Linked DNA regions of Zea mays: region 2 is linked to region 1. A link is a contact called in public Hi-C data. All regions are on one chromosome and are shown on one strand. Each heading gives the region's core, a stretch centred on a gene start, on an enhancer-like site or on the middle of the called end of the contact. The rest is flanking DNA. Distances are from core to core; before and after follow the strand shown. Region 1 holds the start of LOC100382373 ([Fructose-bisphosphate aldolase]-lysine N-methyltransferase chloroplastic). Region 2 holds the start of LOC100283829.

Region 1 (5,407 bases), core at 166-2,665:
TAAATGCAAATCTCAGTGCTCAGTTACAAATTGCACGTTTTAGCTTGTCACTTGAACTTGAAGCATCCACTATTGCATATAGATGCTGAAAGCCATGAAAACAGTGCACCTAGTGCAGAAAAATGGAACATCATCTGTACCTGCTGTCCAGATTTAACATTCACTGGTGTTCGCAAGGAGAACATGAGTTCCCTACCAAAAAGACCCTTTCCTTTGATCTCCCAACTTGACCCTTCTGAGGTGATATTAGGACTGTGATTAACCTGATTTGCGAAGCAAGCAAAATAATTTTAAAGAATGCATTTCCAACATTCAAATAATGCCTTATTTGAATCCTTTTGACATGGTACCTTAAGCATGGAAATTACAACTAGGACCATTTAACAACAATAAGAAGAATCGTAGCAAGTGGGATTAGAATCTGGAAAACGCCAATATGTATTGCATATTACCAAATCAGCAAATGGTATGAGAGCAAGCTTATCTCCGCGGAGCTCTGGAAACACCCTTGATCTGAGCATTCCAAATGCCCATAGGAAATCATCAAATGTTATGCTACCTGGGAACAGGTCCTTATTTGTGCTTATGATCTCTGCTTGAACACTATCAAATTCGCTTTGCACATACTCTTTCACGCCCACTGTGGTGCTTAGCAACTGTGTTCCTGCAAGTGACAGAAGTAGCATAAAAGTTACCGAGAGATCCCAGCACACAACAACTGGCAAGAACTTTTGCATTGCACACTGACCTTGTATCTCTAGGAGCTCTTCTTCAGACCTGCACTGGAGGCACCAAGCGCCACTCAAACATCAGAACGAGAATAGCGCAGAACTGCAGAAGCAGCCAAACACAAATGGAGCGATCGGCGTCCTCTCACTCACCAGAAGATGGTGGAGTCGGTCTGGCGCGGGAGGATGGCCAGGTAGGGCGCCCACGGCGAGTCCGCCCCGCGCGCGACCTCACTGAGGAGCAGCAGCGCGACGGCGACCCAGGGCCGGAGGCCCCCTCCGCCGCCGCAGGCGCGGCCGATGTCGGAGGCCGCGACGGCGTCGGCGTCCATCCAGAGCTTCTTAGGCACCTCCGCGACCACCTCCCCGCGGGGCAGATCGCGCGCCGCCACGAGGCCGAGACCCTCCGGCACGGCGGCTGGAATGGCTTTTCCTCCATCGCCCGCGCCATGAGAGGCGAGCCACCGGCGGAAGTCCTCCATCGCAGACACTGTGGCCGTTGTGCTGGCTGCCGCGCGGGGTCGTAGCTGCCGATTGTGGTGCCTCGATGGCTTCGTGGGGAGGCGGAGGCGAGGAGGCGGTCGGCGGGGGGAGTTGGGGAGACGCTGCAGGGGGAGGAGGTGGTGCTGGTAGAGCGTGGCCATGATTCCCTGCACTGCGCGGCCTGCGCCTGCGACGGAGGTAGTGGTTTGGACGACGACGGCCGTTGGTTTCCATATCCATAAGTAGTTATTATGGCGGGAGTGGATATGATCAGCGGTGAAATGCCGACCGAGTCCGTGCCAATAGGTGTTTTCCCTCTAGGAAACAGGAGGTTAATTATCCTGTAGATGTTCCACGAATTATCTCAAAAATGATTCACGACCGCTCATAAGTCATAGGCAGATGATGATCGGCTCCTTGTAGAACACATATGAGATGGGTCGTTCAACGAAATTACACAATTCAGATACTCCGTCCGATCAGAATTACAGCTTTTAGCTCAAGATGAACTTCTCCAACTGTAGTATATATTTTTAAGAAATTGTTGACGCTTTTTTGGAGCGCCAAACACTCAACAAGAACCGTGACGGTGCTCTCTGGTCAGACGCGGACGGTCCACGACGAGGGGCCGGACCGTCCGCGACCTGGCGCAGGGGCTAGGGCTTACTGCCTGACGGCCAGACGGTCCGGGCGGCGGAAGATCGCCGGCGACGCCTGGATCTCGCTCCCGGGAGAGACCCCGTCGGGGAGGAGAGATCCTAGGAGTTATCTAGGCTCGGGCAGGCCGACCTAGACTCCTCTAATCCACGTAGAGGCGAAGAATTTGGGGATCGGAAGGCTAAACTAGAACTAGACTATAACTACTCATAGGAAATAAATGCGAAATAGAAGTGTTTTGATTCGATTGCTGATTACAAATCGGCCGTATACCTCTCTATTTATACAGGAGGGGGCTGGACCCTTTACACAACTGATTTCCGAGCTAATTCTGCGAATCTAGCTAACAACCGTAGCACAAAACTCGGAACCCTAATCTGCTCTGCGCACGCGCGGACCGTCCGGCCCACAGGCGCGGACTGTCCGGCCTCAGGGCCGGACCGTCCGCACGCTCATTTTGGTGCCAAACATATGCCCCCTGCCTTTTGGTGGAGATGGGCAAACCAAAAGCATCTTAACTCGATGTGATCACATCGATTTTCTTAAGCATCTTGCCACATACTAGGATGGTACTGCTTGAGAAAACGTCCATTCAAAGCTTTGGGTAAATCCTTGCCTTGTAATATTTATAGTAAATAGGCGTTACCAAATATTACATGTTTACTTTATAAGGACCCTCCCAGCTTGGCGACCATTTTCCAAACTTCCGGTCTTTATTCCTTAGAGGCAGGATGGTCTTCCACACCAGGTCCCCTACTTAAAATGACTTTACTTTGACCTTGTTGTAGGCCCGGGCTACCATGATCTTGTCCTTTTCTATTGCTCCCAAAGCTATCACCCTCTTGTCGGTCACCTCATCAATATTATCCATCATTGCATTGTAATAATCAGTGAAAATTAGATCATTTTGTCTGGCGAACTTGACAACATTCAAACTTATTTCCACAGGCAACACTGCTTCCTGCCCATAGACAAGCTCAAAAGGAGACACTTTAGTAGCACTATGTTTAGATATTCTGTGAGCCCATAAAGCTTCGGACAAAATCTTATGCCAATGCTTAGGATTATCAGATATCTTCTTTTTTATCAAGTTAATCAATGTCCTGTTACTAGACTCGGCCTGTCCATTGGCCTAAGCATAATATGGAGATGAATTAAACAACTTAATTCTATATAATTCAACAAATTCACGTACCTCCTTTGACATAAAAGAAGTCCCTTGATTCGTAGTCAAGGTCTGGGGAATGTTGAATCTATGAATAATATGCTCAGTTATGAACTCAATTACCTCCTTGTGTGTCATGTTCTTCAGAGCAACGGCTTCAGTCCATTTGGTAAAGTAGTCAGTGGCAACTAACATGAACCGATGCCCCTTTGATGATGAAGGATGAATTTTCCCAATAAAGTCTAATCCCCATCCTCTAAAAGGCCAAAGCTTGATGATAGGATGTAATTCGGCTACAGGGACCAATTGTAGGTCACCGAATTTTTGACACACTTGGCAACCCTTGTAGTACTTGAAACAATCAGCTATCATATTAGGCCAATAAAAACTAGACCTTCGTAACAACCACTTCATCTTTGGAGCCGATTGATGGGTACCACAAATTCCTTCATGTACTTCGGCCATGGCTAATATAGCATCATCTGGGCCCAAGCACTTAAGCAGGACGTCGTTGACTGTTCGGCGATAGAGTTCATCACTCATTAAAACATACTTGAAAGTCGTACGCCGAATGTTCTTATCTGTCCTGACATTAGGATTTCGTAAATAATTAGTTATGGGCGTCCTCCAATCACTTGCATTGGCTTTATTATCAGCCGAATCGATTAGGAGAACTTTCCTGGTAACCCCGGACGGTCCGACGTCTTCACGCAGACGGTCCGCGACCTGGGGATTTGGCCCTGCACTGGTTATCAGATTTTCAGTATTGTGAAATTTCCCTCACTTTATCCGATAACCTGATGCATCTTGTGCCAAATTGTTAGCTCTATGATTATCAACTCTAGAGATATGCCGAATACTGAATTCGTCAAAAGAATGGATTATGCTCCAACATTTTTCAAGGTAACTATTTAGAGTACTATCAAAACATTGATATTCTTCTAACACTTGTTGGACGACCAGCTGAGAATCACCAAATGACTTTACATGTTTTACTCACATACAATTTAAAAGTTCCAAGCCGAACAAAAGGGCTTCATATTCGGCTTGATTGTTAGTGCAATAAGTTTTCAATCGGCTAGAGAAGTCGAAGGAGATATTACTTGGTGAAACAAGCACAATGCCAATCTCTTGCCCTTTATTGCAAACCGATCTATCAAAATATAAAGTCCAAGGAGTAATAGTGAGGTATGACATGTCTAGTTTATGAGTATCATTAATCCGATGTTCTACAATAAAATCCGCTACGACCTGACCTTTCACATATTTCAATGGTTCATAGGCCAAGTCATATTCTATGAGTGCATAAGCCCACTTACCAATTCTACCACTCATAATTGGGTTATGCAACATGTATTTAATTACATCGGCTTGACCAGAAACAGTGCAATGACTAGACAGTAAATAACATCTACACTTGGTGCATGCATAAAACAAGCATAAGCATAACTTCTCAATAAAAGAGTACCTCGTTTCAGCATCCAACAACCTCCAACTTAGATATGTCACCACATGCTCATTTCCTTCAGTTTCTTGTGTCAGAACAGCCCTAATGACCTTATCTTCAGCTGCAATGTATAATCGGAATGGTACTCCTGCTCGTGGTGCTTTTAATACGGGAGCCGAAGACAAGTATTTTTTAATGAGATCAAATGCTTCCTGCTGCTCTGCCCCCAAGCGAATTCGACATCATTCTTAAGCCAAAGGATATGGGTGAATGCATCAATATTCCCGGCTAGGTTAGAGATAAACCTTCATAAATAATTCACCTTGCCGAGAAACTTCTGCACTTCGACCTTACAGGTCGGAGGTCCCACATTCCGAATAGACTTAATTCGGTCAGGGTCTATCTCTATGCCATGTTCATGGATGATAAATCCTAAAAACTTACCAGCCGACACCCTAAAAGCACATTTACGTGGGTTCATTTTCAAACCATACCGACACATTTTATCAAAGGCTTTGCGCAAATCAGCTATATGAGAACTAAACTCAGCCGATTTGACTACAATATCATCAATGTAGACTTCCACAATTTTTCCTAACAACTCATGGAAAATCAAATTCATAGCCCTCTGATAAGTAGCACCAGCATTTTTAAGACCAAATGTCATGACAACCCATTCAAATAAACTAATGAAGCCTGGACATATGAAGGTCGTTTTGGACGCATCCTCTTCGGCCATAAAAATCTGATTATATCCGACATTACCATCAAAAAAGCTAATAATTCTATTTCCTGATGCATTATTGATTAATGTGTCGGCTATGGGCATGGGATACTCATCTTTAGGAGTTGCTCTATTTAAATTGCGAAAATCAATGCATAATCTAAGCTTACCTGACTCCTTCTCCACCGGCATAATATTGGAGA
Region 2 (5,232 bases), core at 2,714-5,213, 420 kb after region 1:
CAAGAGCTGCTAGAACAGAAGCCTTCCCTTCAACATTAGCAAGTTCATCTTCAGATGCAAGGCTCCTCTTGTCCTCCATCAACGGAAATAGTTTGCGCAAGCTAGAGATCCTGGCTTCTCCACCATATACCTGGATATGTGAGGCGTGTTAGAGCATCTCCACCAGATCTCCTATACTCTCCCTATCCATCAAATAGGAAGGCAACAGCTGCAGTAGATCTCTTATCACATATCCTATCCCTATATTTTAGGAGATCTCCTAAATCCACCACCAACTCTCCTAAATAAAGGGGAGACCTCTCCCTCTCCTAAATCAGGATGAGTTTTGGTAATTTGCTGGAGCAAAGGTCTCTTATATCATAGAGTTACTTTTGAAAGGTTTCTTATAACTAATTATAGGGGAGAAGAAATAGGAGATCTGGTGGAGATGCTCTTAAAACTTCCTGATTTCCCCTGCAAGAAAAGGTTAGAGCACAGAAGAGTCAAACCTTGTGAGATGCAAGATAGAGTCGAGTTCTGTTGTCAAAGCCAAGGGCTACCAGTAACAGCCCAATCTCTTCTGGGGTCAATGGGCAGCGTCCTGTGTTCCGAAGCTCCTCATCAGTTAGCTGTGAATTTAATACCCTTCCTTGCCATATAACTTGCCTGTACTTAGCAAGAGCTAGCTGTTCAGCTCTGCCACCTCCAAAGTCACATGCAGAATGTGCAGCCATATCCTGAAAAGTTTAGATAAATTTGCAATGTTCTGGAACAGAAATTCTTTTAGGAGCACAAAGATACACAAGCACCGTCCAATACTGCAGAAGTTGTCATCTACCTTATCAAAACGGAGATGCAAAACTGCATATTTTTCAGCTTGATTTGTGTCTCCTACAACTTGATGGATAGATTTACTGGAATGAACCCGGACCGGAGACCTCAAGCGCTTCACAAGTGTTTCTCCAAGTGAGATAATGTGAGAACGGAAGACCAGAGCTTGGAAGTTAACTTTACAACGCAAGCGTTGAAGATCCACAGGCAAATCATCAAATGCAAGGCGGTGAGAAAAGGGAGCGATCGCAACAATCCCATAGCTGGCAGTGGAACAGCAGGAGATAAGATTGCTGGTGAAAATTATCTTCATCGAGTAACCAACTCAGTAAATCAAACAATAGTTAGACATAATGTTAACAGAAATAGAGCAAATTCAGTAGCAGCTGAGCTGGGCAAAACATGAACAACCTTCTCAGGAATTGTATTCAATATGTCAAGTGTCTATCAATCTCAAAATCAGTGCAAAATCTCAACTAAGGCATCATTAAAGAGAGAGCTAGAAAGATGTCTTGTGATACAAGCGCCTTCAGAAAGTAAAACTACATGCATAACAAATAGTCAAATAGAGACACTGCAAGTTCAATTTGTCACTGACCTTTGCAGGATAGGACTGACATTCTCCAAATACCAATTTGCTGAGGCATGAAGAGGTGCAGTTTTTATTCTTGTAGCACGGATGCCTGTGCCATAGTACTCTCTTGTGCTCCAAGAAAATTCTTTTGGAAGCACTTTGATAATGGAAACTTCATCTTTTAGGGAGTTGATAAAGTGATCCACATCAAAAATTTCTTCAAATGAGCTGCAGCCAGGAAAAAATGAACCAGTATAATATATAAAAAAAAATATTTCTGCCTCAACAGGAGAACATGGAATATATAGTTTCAAACTACAGAGGCACCTTGAATCCTTCCAAACAGGGTTTACTTCAAGATGTGGGATCACAAGAGTAGCATTAAGAATCTTTGCAACTGCAATGGCATCACATATCTACAGAATTGGAATAAAGAGTTGGCCAATCTAAAGCCTGGATAAAGAAAGCTATCTCATGTCCTAAAATCATACTAATAGTAATTAGAAGAGCATACCCCCATTCTTTGTTGGTTCAATCCACCATCAAGAAATACTTGGATGTATCCACTTGGTTCCAGAGGTAATTCTAACATTAAAATAAAAGATGTTTAATTAATTAATTTCTTCAACAGGAAGAGGAACTATGTTTCATCATCACATAAAAGAAGTAAATTACTGTGAGAAACTGATGGCGTTAAGCATGGTTTCCACCCCTGATATGGCAAGGGTGACCATAGATCTTTCTTTTGTCCGTCTGTCTGCAACAAAACATATGTTAAAATATCATCAACCACAATGACAGCAGTTTTCATTTGACATAGATGTACTCACAGCTGTCCATCGCAAGGCCTCATTCAAAAGAGAAGGATGCATTGGCTTAGGGGCATTCCACTCCTGCAAAATACCGGAAACAAAACATTGGCATGTGCAAAATCCAAAAATGGAATATAACATTTTTACAGAATAATTCACCAGAAGCATACTTCTACCATAATCTCATAAGTTGATCTCATACATTATGCACACAATAGTACCAACTGGTGATCAAGGCAAGTACTCCAGTACACACTTCATCCCATTTCTATATATTAAAGCCGGAAGCAATACTCAACGCTTAGACTGTCCATGTCGTTCTTCTTTTTTCAGCCGTCCATTTGCATTCCTACGTCTAGAAACGTTCCGTAGCTAACTCATGAATCTGCGAAGCGGCTGAGCGAGGAGGCGCGAGACGCGTCGGCATCCACTTCCCCCTCCGTAGCGCGCCCACCAGGCACCAGCATCGCCGCCAGCCCGCCATCCGGCCCTCTCTGCCCTCCCGCTCTGAATCCAGGAGTCCGTGTCTACGGAGTACGCAGACAGGAGGGAGACAGAGAGGAATAGACGCCACAGAACTGAATTGGATGGATCGGTCCTTGGGTTGAGGCAGCTGCGCGTGTGCCCACCACCAGGAACGACAACTGGGCAAGGCTGGCGTGCTTCCGTTCCCAATGGACTAGATTGGTTAGTGGACCTCTTGGATCGAATTTGGTTACTCTGAGGACAAAAATACACATATCTAGGCGATCAAATTTGGTTAATCTAACGACAAAAGTACACTAGTCTTGGAACAAATTTAGAATATCTGTGTGCATCTTATGATTAAAATATTATGTAAACTAAAGATCTGTCATAATATTTGCAAAAGAAAGAACAAAATATCGCCACACTTTGTTGTTTTTAATTGAACTTTTATTTGGGGTGCTATGTTTTGTTATCATATCAAAATCAGTCTAAGACTCTATTAGATTTTTGATCCGTCACTATGCACGATTAAATCCCAAACTCTTTTCAAGTCCACCAGTCTAGCTAGATCAGCTTCGCTAGACAACCAATTAAGGTAGAAAGCTACAACATTTCTGTTACTTATATTACTAAATTCTTTTTTACACGCCCCGTTATTTTCTACACGTGCAGGGTGCGCGCAATTTACTAGTATACCACTAAAAGAAAAACGAAGATCCTTAAGGACATATACAGGCATGGATCCTTCAAAAGAGTCAGCTCTTTAGATAGTAGCTTTATAGTTCAGTAATTTCCACTAAGGTCATAAGTTTGCATTTTCTCTAACATGGTGCGTAATAAACCATTAAATATAACTAAAATTTTGTCAGTTTTGCCACGCCATTTCTCCACAAGTACAGCCACATCAATCCCCCTAAAATGATCCAGCAATTGCGCACCACAAACAAAGGGCGCGGCTTCACCAAGGCGCCGCAAATTAGCAACAGAAACCGCACGAAGCAACTAAACAAGCTGACGACATGACGCTACGCCTGCTCAAATCGAATGACGCAACAGTGGGGAGGGGAAAGTGGGGCTCACCGAGAAGACAGAAGGGAAAGCGTGGCCAAGAGGGGAGAACAACCCGGGGAATAAGACCGGCAGAAACACCACGACCGCGGCGGCGAAGACCGCCGGGCCCCTCGCCGGAGACAGCGAAGGCGACGCCCTCCGCATCACCCTGCTTCGGTGGGGAAGACGAGTAGGGGCAAAGGGAAAGCCCAAAAGCGTGGACTGAGTTTTCTACGGGAAAGCCCAAATTCAGCCCATTGAGCGTGAGTCCATCTTCCCTTGACGGATTAAATTTTATTTTTAATTCGTTTTTTCAAAAATATACTCATGTCACCATTTTAATTGATGAAATAAAAACCGATGAAAACAATATCATTTCATCATCACTACTATAAAGTACTAGTTTTCACGGTTCCACGGTTTTCATCGTTATCCGCCCTTCTCGCTTTATACAAAAATAAGATAAAACTATGCAAAAGGGTTCAAACTTTGGTTATTGACTTCATATTCACACCCACTTAATTAATAGAACACACATATTTTGTATTTATTAAAACAAAATTTACTCGTATGATATATACAAAACCGTAATAATACACGGACATTTGACTAATATAAGTTGTGTGTGACATCGTGTGACAACTTTTTTGGCAAAGACGAATTAATAAAAACATAAAATATATTTTGCTTGGTCCAGGACTAATATAGGGATGGCAATCTTATCCATACATATGAGATTTCATATTAGGTATGGTGTTCCATATCAGGTACGAGCATGAAAATTTACCGCGCGTGCATGAGCCTCAAGTACCTATAAAGATATATATAGGCAGTATGCTGTCATCAAAATTTACCGACGGGTATCCGATGATACATGTAATTTAAGAATATATACATCACTTATATCATATGTATTCATGTTGGCTAACTAATTTGACATGTGATTTGTATCATATAAATAACATGTCAAACTATAAATATACTATTTTTATAGATAACTGAACAAAGTGGTTGTGTAAGGGATTAACTTGTTACTTTTGTTATTTGAGTTATTGTATAAGTTATTTTGTGTTATTTTGCAATGGCGGAGGGCCCAATGTGACATGTTGTGGCAGCTGGCACACTTTTTTTTACACATATGAACTTTGGCCTAGGAACAAGCCTAGCACATGACTCGGATTGAAGCTCCCATTTGTGCCTAAAACTGTTCTGTGTCGTTGGTCCCTGCCACTAGATTCATGGTTATGCTCGCTGCTGCCGCCAGCACTAGACATTTATAGCTTTGTGCCGAGGTCCAAGGATTGCTCCCAGTCTCGATTTCGGAACCGAGAGTAACCATTGTTGGAGCAAAGATCTAACCAGACCTCAAACCAACTATCGGGTGACCTCGCCTGCACTACAACAGCTACATTTTCGGCGGCCAGACGCCGCCGAAAATAAGCTATTGCTTGCCACATGGCGTCGGGCATATAACCACGAAACATGACAGGGATAATCCTCTCCATTAATATATGGAAG

The links. A called contact is a pair of places that touch in the nucleus more often than the background predicts.
Region 2: a Hi-C map of endosperm shows a contact between it and region 1, with 3 times the contacts expected there. The contact joins the promoter of LOC100283829 here to the promoter of LOC100382373 in region 1. A contact is called at or near these places in 5 of 25 Hi-C or Micro-C datasets (bundle sheath, ear, endosperm and 2 more).

What each region holds. Positions count from the first base shown.
Region 1 is chr7:115,536,993-115,542,399 of Zm-B73-REFERENCE-NAM-5.0, forward strand. LOC100382373 ([Fructose-bisphosphate aldolase]-lysine N-methyltransferase chloroplastic) reads right to left here and starts at 1,416. Exons shown (of 6, transcript NM_001175118.1): 1 at 882-1,416; 2 at 749-777; 3 at 453-664; 4 at 141-263. The coding sequence starts at 1,372.
Region 2 is chr7:115,951,869-115,957,100 of Zm-B73-REFERENCE-NAM-5.0, forward strand. LOC100283829 reads right to left here and starts at 3,964. Exons shown (of 10, transcript NM_001156727.2): 1 at 3,745-3,964; 2 at 2,215-2,277; 3 at 2,060-2,141; 4 at 1,899-1,969; 5 at 1,712-1,800; 6 at 1,409-1,612; 7 at 818-1,073; 8 at 489-716; 9 at 1-130. The coding sequence starts at 3,879.